Linked DNA regions of Rattus norvegicus: region 2 is linked to region 1. The links are chromatin contacts, called in public HiChIP or PLAC-seq maps. All regions are on one chromosome and are shown on one strand. The core of a region is the stretch at or near the end of the contact, and the rest is flanking DNA. Distances in the headings are between cores, read along the strand shown.

What was found. HiChIP or PLAC-seq counts read pairs in DNA pulled down with a chosen protein or histone mark.
Region 2: a contact with region 1 is called in an H3K27ac HiChIP or PLAC-seq map of oligodendrocytes, with 6 times the contacts expected there. The contact joins the promoter of Lca5 here to the promoter of Phip in region 1. A contact is called at or near these places in 1 of 12 Hi-C or Micro-C datasets (frontal cortex) and 1 of 1 datasets of contacts at active chromatin or transcription factors (oligodendrocytes).

Annotation. Positions count from the first base shown.
Region 1 is chr8:92,769,549-92,774,002 of GRCr8, forward strand. It overlaps Phip (pleckstrin homology domain interacting protein), which reads right to left and starts at 1,473. Exons shown (of 40, transcript NM_001427740.1): 1 at 1,290-1,473; 2 at 1,126-1,184; 3 at 967-996; 4 at 716-775. The coding sequence starts at 1,329.
Region 2 is chr8:93,243,955-93,248,092 of GRCr8, forward strand. It overlaps Lca5 (lebercilin LCA5), which reads right to left and starts at 2,460. Exons shown (of 8, transcript NM_001393917.1): 1 at 2,373-2,460. All of the region lies in intron 1 of LOC134480083 (a long non-coding RNA gene), which reads left to right.

The DNA.
Region 1 (4,454 bases), core at 223-2,722:
AAACGCCTATTAAAACTTCCAGGTTTATACTTCGGCCGATCTGTTTGTATAATGCACAGTGTGCCGCTGGATGACTACCATCAAACATATCAGAACGCCTCCAACCAAAAAGATTTTTTTAAAAAATTAAAAATCTTGGTCTGAATATACAGAAAACAAAAGGAAGAGGGGGGGGGGTAAAGAGAAAAAAAAATCTTGCCAAGGTTCCACCGGGGCTCAAAGGCCTTCTTGTGAAATGCTAATGCCACTTCGGAGCAGTTAGTCACCAGCTATTGTGTGGGTCTGGAGAAAGCTGAGCCGGCCGCGCTTGCAGAGCAAGCGAGGAGCTGGCGAGCGCGCTCTCTAGGCTTGCGCCGCTCCCGCTGCCGCCGCCGCCGCCGCCGCCCCGCGCGCGCGCACCCGCGCCCGCGCGGATACGCGCGCCGGCCCCTCCTCCTCCGGCCTTGCACTGCACAACACTCATGACGTATCTTTATTTCTAGCACATTAACAAAATATCACAAATAAATTGTCCGCGGCCCCTGCGGCCCCGGGGCGTCCGCACCCCCGACCGCCGCCCCCCGCAGTCCCCGCTCCAGCCTCCCAACCCTCCCCGTGGCCTTTGCAGCTTTCCCGTTCTGGGGCCAAGTTTTTGTCTCTGTAAAAAATTGCGGGAAATTCAATTTTTATTCGACTCAGGGAAAAGTTTCTTTGCAGTGCGCTGTGAATGTCTCACCAGATTCTGGTAGGTCCTGGGGTGCTCCTTCCCGGTCCAGTCGGTGCGCCGGGGCAGCAGCTGCGGGGACAGGACGCCCGGTGAGCGCGGCCCCCAGCCCGGCCCGCCGCCGCTCCCCTCCCCAGCCCGCCCCGCGCCCCGCCGGGGACCCCCGCGCCCCACGTCCCGCGCCCCGCCGGACACCCGGGCTTGCGCAGCGGCCGGGGAAGGCCGTGCGGCGGCGGGACAGCGCCGGGCCGCCGCGCCCTTACCTCCTTCTCGGCCACTTCGCGGATCAGCACCTGCAACAACAAAGCGGGGACGCTGAGCCCCGCGCCCCGGGCCGCGGCCCCGCCGCCGCCGCCGCCCTCCCCCACGCCCGCGGGCGGCCACCGCGAGCGCCCGCCCGGCCCGCGCCGCGCGCCGCCTACCTGAGCCGCCTGCTGACAGGGTCCATCTTCCAGGAACCGGGCGATGAGGAAGTAGAGCTCTGCGCGGGAGAGAAGGACGGGGAGACACGGGCTGAGCGGCCGCGGGGGGCGGGGGCCCGCGGGCGAGTCCGCCCGGCGCGGCGGCCCCGCAGCTCCCGACTTACCCGATCGCAGCTCCGAGAGGCCTTTCCTCTCACGAGACATGTTTGCGGGTCACTTCGGGGCCGCCGGCGGGACACCCCGCCGCCGAGGGGAAGCGGGGACGGTGCCGCCGCCTGCCCTGTAGCTGTCAGTGTGTGCTCACGAGCCGAGCCTCGGCTCCACCATTCAAGCAACGGCGGCGGAGGCGGAGGAGGAGGAGGAGGAAACAACAACTCTCAGGCAGCGGCCCCGGCTGCGGCCGCCTCCGCCGGGATCCCTCCGCCACAGAAAGGAGTCCGCGCCTTCGCGGCCCGCTCTCGCCGCCCCCGCCCCCCGCGGGAAAAGGAGTGCCTCGGCCTAGGCCTGCGCCCGCGCGGTCGCCCCTCCGCGCGGCCCGGGCCACGACTTATTTATTTATTTCCGGCCCGAGAAGATGCCGGAGCCGAAGCGGCGGGCTGCCTGGCAGGCGCTTTCTCTAAGGAGGCCGCCCGCGGGAGGGAGAAAGGGAGGGAAGGAGGGGGCCGGCACGGCTGCGCGGAGGGATCTGACGCACACGGAGCCGCAGCACAGGCTCTATTCAGCGGCGCTGGCTGGGCTGAGATGGAAGTTAGTTTCTATGTAGCAGAAATAGGAAACAAATGAAGCAAAACTGCCCAAAGAGGGGAAATGCCGGGAGGACGGGGCTCACTCTCACGCACGCACAGAGAGACTCAGGGAGCACTCTCAAGCTGGGCCAAGTCGGGATCGCGCCGCCCTGCCCGACTTGAACGCTAGTGTTTGCTTCCTGTCTTGCCATGTGCATGTGTATAAATGCTGCGGATTGGCATCCGTGTAAGTCTTGTCCTGCGATATTTCTGCAGCCTGGGCAAGTGTTGTGTAATTTATTGGAGTGCCGTGGGTTGCAATAGAGGTTCGGGCTGCTTTTTTTTGTGAGCTACTTGCGTTCTGCAAACCCGTTATTCCCTGAAGCCACCTCTGCATATTTCTTTTATTACTACCATCGCCTGAAGCGTTCGTTTTCTTTTTTAAATGTTTTTGTTTTGATAAACGGGCAAGAGGAACTCCAGATTTGTACTTCAGCTCATCTCCTCCCTCCCCCATTACAAAAAGGCTAGTGATGGCTAATTAGGGATTTGGAAGTGAAGAACCTTAAAGCTTTTTAAAGTGTTTACAAGAAGAGCTAATATAAACCTGAGGGAAAGGAAAGGGCGCTAGCTAATACTTATCTCTAACTGATATGGAGGTAAATTACTGACCGGTCGATAACCTACCGAAGGTTATTGAAAGAGTATATTACAGTTTGGCAAAGGTGATTAGTGGTTAAATAATTTAAATTATCTGTGTATCTTGCAGTTGACTTCGTCATGCTAATTAATGGCTTCTAATTTATGGTGTAAACCATTCCTGTTTACAGTTAATCACGGGAGGACTTCTTAAAAACTGGCGAAAAGCAGAAACAAAAATCTTCCGTAAATCCTAATGTAATTACAGGTTTTATATGATACATCGTTCATCTGTGTTTTGCTGATGAGGATAGGGGCCTTGTTATTTTTAAAACGAATATGGGTGAAATTAATGGGAACAATGGAAAAGGCCGTTTGTTAGAAAACAAGGACACCGAGTGATATTTATCTCCAGATGAATTAAGCACTTTCCAAAAAGACTTTGAGAGTTCAATTTTTTTTAAAGGTTGGCATTTTAGAGAGAATTAGGATAGTCATTCTTTTGTTAATTCTTAACAAAGGATCTTCTTTGAATTTTTTAGATAATAAGCTGCATTTTGTGGGTCTGATTTTAAAAGGTAATTTGTGAGGTAAGGACCAAGAAGGTGTATTGTGTTTTCCGGATTGTTTCTCTGAGCGAGCACCCTCCTAGCTCCTTGCCTTCCTAGTGGGAAATGCTGCAGCCGCCTTCGGCTGTACTGCAAGAGTGCAGTAACACACCAGAAATCCTCACACGTGTAAGCAAGAGGAAACTATCTCAATCCTTTTTGGAATAATGGATGTAAAAATGCCTTTTGTAACTCAATAAAATAAATATAAGAGGTTATCATGATTGGTCCTATTGCTACCTTATTATCAGAACTGCCCCTAAACTGGCGTGGCTGTCCTCAGAATCTGGACATGTTTGCATTTTTAAAACATGTAATCCTTTGCTTACAATGATGGGTAAAGTAGCCTGCTTCTGGATAATTAGGCATAAAAGCATATTTTATATGCCTTTGCAATTGTATTTATTTATATGACTGATGTTGTTCTATCTTAACTGTTTTAAATGTATTGTGCCCTTCAAATAATTTTGGTACTTCATTGAGAAGGTCTTTAAATGAACAGATTTTGATAACTAAAAATTCGACTTGAGGTTTGCTGGTTCTGAATGCAGCACTAATCTAATTCTTACTCTTCCATGTTTTGTCCCTGTGAAGTAAAATCAGATTTTGACAGGTAATGTAAAATTTAGCTGGATAAAGTTTTGTAGGTGTTGGGAAACCTGCAAAGCTAACATGATATCATGTATGGTTTCCAGGCAGAAGTCATGGAAGATTTTTCGTGAGACTGAAAAACAAAAATAAAAAATTTTAAGGAAAGCCTGCTTCCTTCTAAACATGTTATTGCTAACATTTTTGGCTAACTTGGGCAATGTTTTTAGTTTCTTTTTGAAATACTTAGTTTGAAAACAGTTGTAAGCTTGCCTTTAAAATAATTCCTATCAATGTTTCATGTAAAATATACAGAGTGCTTGACAAAAATTAGGATTTCTCTCATTCCCTCAGTAAATAAAGAATTGCTTTTAGCTCTAGTTGTTAAATTGCATCTTGCTAAGTCCATTAAATGTTCTTTTGAGAAAAAACAAGACCATGATCACTTCACATTCTTTAACATCAAGCATAAAACATTTCAGCTAACTGGAGATTGCTAAGTCATTTATTGTGCATATGTATGCAAAATGTCTTTGCTTATCAAATACAAGTTCTTGTTTAGAAATCCTGTATTTTGTTCCCAAAGCAGAGGTGTGCACAGTTCTTTCCACAGGTGATTTGTTTCTACGTAAAGACAGTTTAACGCAATCCATACCCCTTTCTATTCCTTTCTGTTTTTATGTACAAGAAAAAATACTATTAAAGAAATATCTCAGTGCATTTTAATTAAAGAGGTAAAAACAAAAAACAGAAAAGAAAAACAGACAAC
Region 2 (4,138 bases), core at 1,210-3,709, 480 kb after region 1:
CCAAAACCTTTTACATGCATAGCACATGAGTTCTTGAAATTTTAATACACACACACTTTAATGAATCATTTCTATTATTGGTTATGTGGTTATCCGGCTAACTTTACCTGCTTATATTTTTGTATGCTTATTGAAGAATATGTGCCTCACATTATGTAAATGGGGGACAATCTGGTTTGAAATGAGTACACTGGCTGTGACCATCACGAAGGAATGAATGAGGCTGGGTCAGGGCAAGCTACAATCACAGGCAGGTTTCTGACAGAAACAAGGGATCTTTAGGAAGGTTAAAGCACTTAGACATGAGCTTTACAGAGTTCCACCTTAACCCAAGAACCAGAGTCTGAGCTACAGTGGCAAAGCTAGGGACACGGGGCTTCAAAGTGATGCTGGAGATACGGAACATGCCAGCCTTGGTGATGGACTAAATTCAGAGTATGAGGAGAAGAACCAGGATGGATTTCAAAGTTTTGGACTTGTAAGACTGGATGCAAATGATATCATCTGGCTACGTGGGGTTTATCAGGCATACTGAGTTCCAGGTACCTGTGGGCAGGTTAATCCAATCAGAAGTATCTACAATTACCTACATAGAAGTTGGAGAGATGCAAAATTGGGGGTGTGCTAGTAAATTATAGACAGTAGACGCCAAGAGGAAGGATGGAGTTGGCCAAGAAAACTATGGGATGAAAACAATGGAAGGCTGAGTTGTGGCAGGGGAGGGGTGTCCCCACAACTTGACAACGGGAGGGACTGCTTGGGCCTTTGTCTAGCAAGTCTCACAGAAGTGGTTCTGGGAGGTTAAAGAGATGCAGCTTTGGAAATATTTCTTTTCCACAGGCATCAATTGCTTTTGACCTCTGAATGACAGTTTATCAATTTAAAGAACTGAAGCAAACTTATCTTTCCTGCCATACATTTCAATAAGCATACTAACCAATATGCATGAAATCAGAGTGAAATACTGTAAATAGTAATGTCAAATTGGACTGTGGAAAGAGACTGGAAAGGATACAGATTAATGAGCGTGAGAAAAATGAAACCTCCATTTACCTTTTCCTTCATGTCTGTAGCTCTCCCACCCCAACCCTCATCATTTAAATGACTTTTTAAATTATGTTTGATTGATTGATTGTTTGTTTAATTATTAGTTACTTATGTTGGTGTTTTGATGAATGTATGTGAGTGCACCATGTATATAGTTCCGGGTGCCCAGAAGGACCAAAAGACAGCATAGGATTCCCTGGAACTGGAGTTACAGACAGTTGTGAGCTGCCATGTGGCTGCTGGGAATCAAACCTAGGACTTCTGCAAGAGTATAGTACTCTTGCTTGTTGAATCATCTCTCAAGCCCTAAATTATGACAGTTGATCCCAAAGACATCTAACCCTGAATGTACGTTGGGCATAAGTATGTATGTGGTCAAGCATACTCTGCTTAGGCAAAGAGTTAAGACCCTCAAACTCCGGGTGGAGATGAGCAGGCAGGAGCTGGCCCATGACAGGGGGGAAAACGCACAAAATCAATCCTAAAAGAAAATCTACTTTCATAAAACCTTCCTCCATACCCCCCACCCTACTTACCCAAATGTAGACCTCCTTAAAATTAATCCTCACAATGTGTCTGCACTGCACCCCTCCTCTGGGGGAAAAAAATACTGCCACTACCAACGTGTTACCAACCAAAGATGCCATTACTTTTCAAGCCCATGAAGTGATTAAGAATTTACATTCTGGTGAAATGGACCAGCCCTTCACACTGGGAAACACTGTTCCCTTGTTCAGCTAGCGCGAAACAAAAGGCATCTGTATTCACCACAACTCAGTTATGCCAACAGGTAGGTTTTGCTAACTACCTTTATTCGCTTCATTCCATCATCCCTCAGTGATGTATAAAATTAATCCACAGCCTAGACCAAAGTGCCTCTCCCCTTTAACGACAGTGTAACAATAATATCCTAGACTGTTCCAGAGTCTCTGAAAGGCTCCGCGCGCCCTTCTTTCCCATCCCGATCTCCACCAGCCTCCTGAGGTTTCTTTCTGGTAACTTCGCTCTTCTTTGGATCGGTCTGCACATGCTTTCCTCCTGCTTTGTGGGGCTAACAAATCCCACCCTCTCAACTTTCTCTCGCTCCTGTCCAAAGCCGCTTCAGCCGTCCAATCCCGCCCCGCCCCGCCTTACCCCATCAAGTCCATCCCCCGGCCGCAGACCACTTCTCTCCGCTGCCGCCCGCCCCTCGCCCTCTAAGCTGGTACCTCCTGCACCTGCCCGGATCATGGGCCGATCCCCGAATCCGACTGACAGCCCCGGCCCGAGACCTAGAGTACCCGGACGCTGCAGACTGCGGCTGCGGGGAGTTTAAACTCACTCACTGTAGGGACCACGGCTGCGGGCGGCGGCTCGGCGGCTTCGGCTCCCGGGCAACGGAGCGGAGGCCCAGCTTGCACCGCGGGAGGACCGACCTCCGCCCCCCCGAGTTCCCATTGGTTACTAACTGCATACGGCCATTTCTATTGGTTACTGTGGCATCGGAAGGCGGGATGGCGAGACGAGAGGCATCAGCCATTGGTCCGCAGCTGAGGCGGGGACCACGACCCGCGAGGACTGTTGCTTCGCGGAGCCCCGGACTGAACGAAAGAATGCCAATCCTTCTGGAAGAGGGACGCCGACTCGGGAAAGGGTCTGTGAAACTGGCCACTGGACAAAATCCTTGAAAACTGCCCCGATTTCTTTCTGAATATTTTGGATTTCGTTATAAAGAAATCATAATATAGTTTTCTAGTTCCGCTGAAATTGATCTGTAGGAGGATGTGCTCCTGCCTGGGTTCTGGGCTTTCTTGAGACAACGCATCTTAAATATGGCTTGAGTGGGATTTTTAAGTTCTGAAGGAAATTTGGGGCTAAAGGATAATGGGAACACGTTTGAGCAGAATTACGTTTTTGAAGGAAATATTCCTAAGTGCATGCCAGTGGGCGAAGGGTGACTGATGGCTAATTTTTCTTTTAAATTTGACAGCTCACACTAAGCAGCATTAATTGCAGTAGGCAAAGATGCTATAAAGAAAATCTTTTCCACGGGGGCTTTGAAGCTCTCTGAGCTTCTCATCCAGACTGTTTAAGGCTACTCAGTGTCTCTCTGGTTTCAGTTTTGAACTGCAGATCAAATTCTTTGATGCAAATATATTCTAATCTGTTGCCCATTAAAGATCATCGTTCCCAATTTCTCCCCTCACTTCGTTTTTATCCCCCTTCAAGTAACAGACTACTTACCTAAATACTGTAAATGTACTTTTCTATGTGTTTTCTTATGTAATTTCCTATGGTACACAGTTTGCCTTAGGAGGTAGCAATTGTCCTTTAGTGAAAATAAAAGGACTCCCGCAAACTGCCATGAAGTCCGTCGTATCCCATAGTTCAGTCCCATAGTTCTATGTCAAAATAGCTTACTGTTGTTACTGACAGAGTTAACAGAAAGTAGTTGAACCATAAATAAAGAAGTATTCTGCCATCTCCCTGGATGACTGCCCCCCACCCCCTCCCGAGAAGGTTTGTTCAACTCAGAGACAGCCAACAACTGTGACAGCTGGGCATGCAGAATGTTCTAGGCTGTATGATCCCATTCTGTTTCAACCCATGACTTAGATATTGTTAGTTGTCATTTATGTTCCAGAAAAGAGATTCAAGGAGTAGTAAGTGATGAGGTCAGGAGAGAACCACATGGCTATTAAATCCCAAACCTAGCATCTTTGGAGTGCTTCTCTAGCCTGGCAATAGTGTTACCGGCAAGTCAAAAAAAAGTATCTAAAAATTTAGAGATCTCCCAAACAAAAGTACCTCTCTGTATATAACATTTTCAGTGTCCTTACTACAGTGCACAGTGTTATTCTGTCAGAGTTAACCCTTGCTTTTATTTGACCTTGAAAAAATAGACCAAAATAATTTATAAACTCCCACCTCAAAAGCCAGTTTTACGGAATTGATGTTTTAAAGGCTTATCTGAGGGGTGTGATGATAATTTCACCTTTCTACACGACATGGTTTTGATCTGTTGTTTTGTTATGACTTCGGTCTTCTGATTATATCGTTTCACTTCACTGTGTACTACACGGATACGGCTTTTCAGGAAAAAGAAGAAATG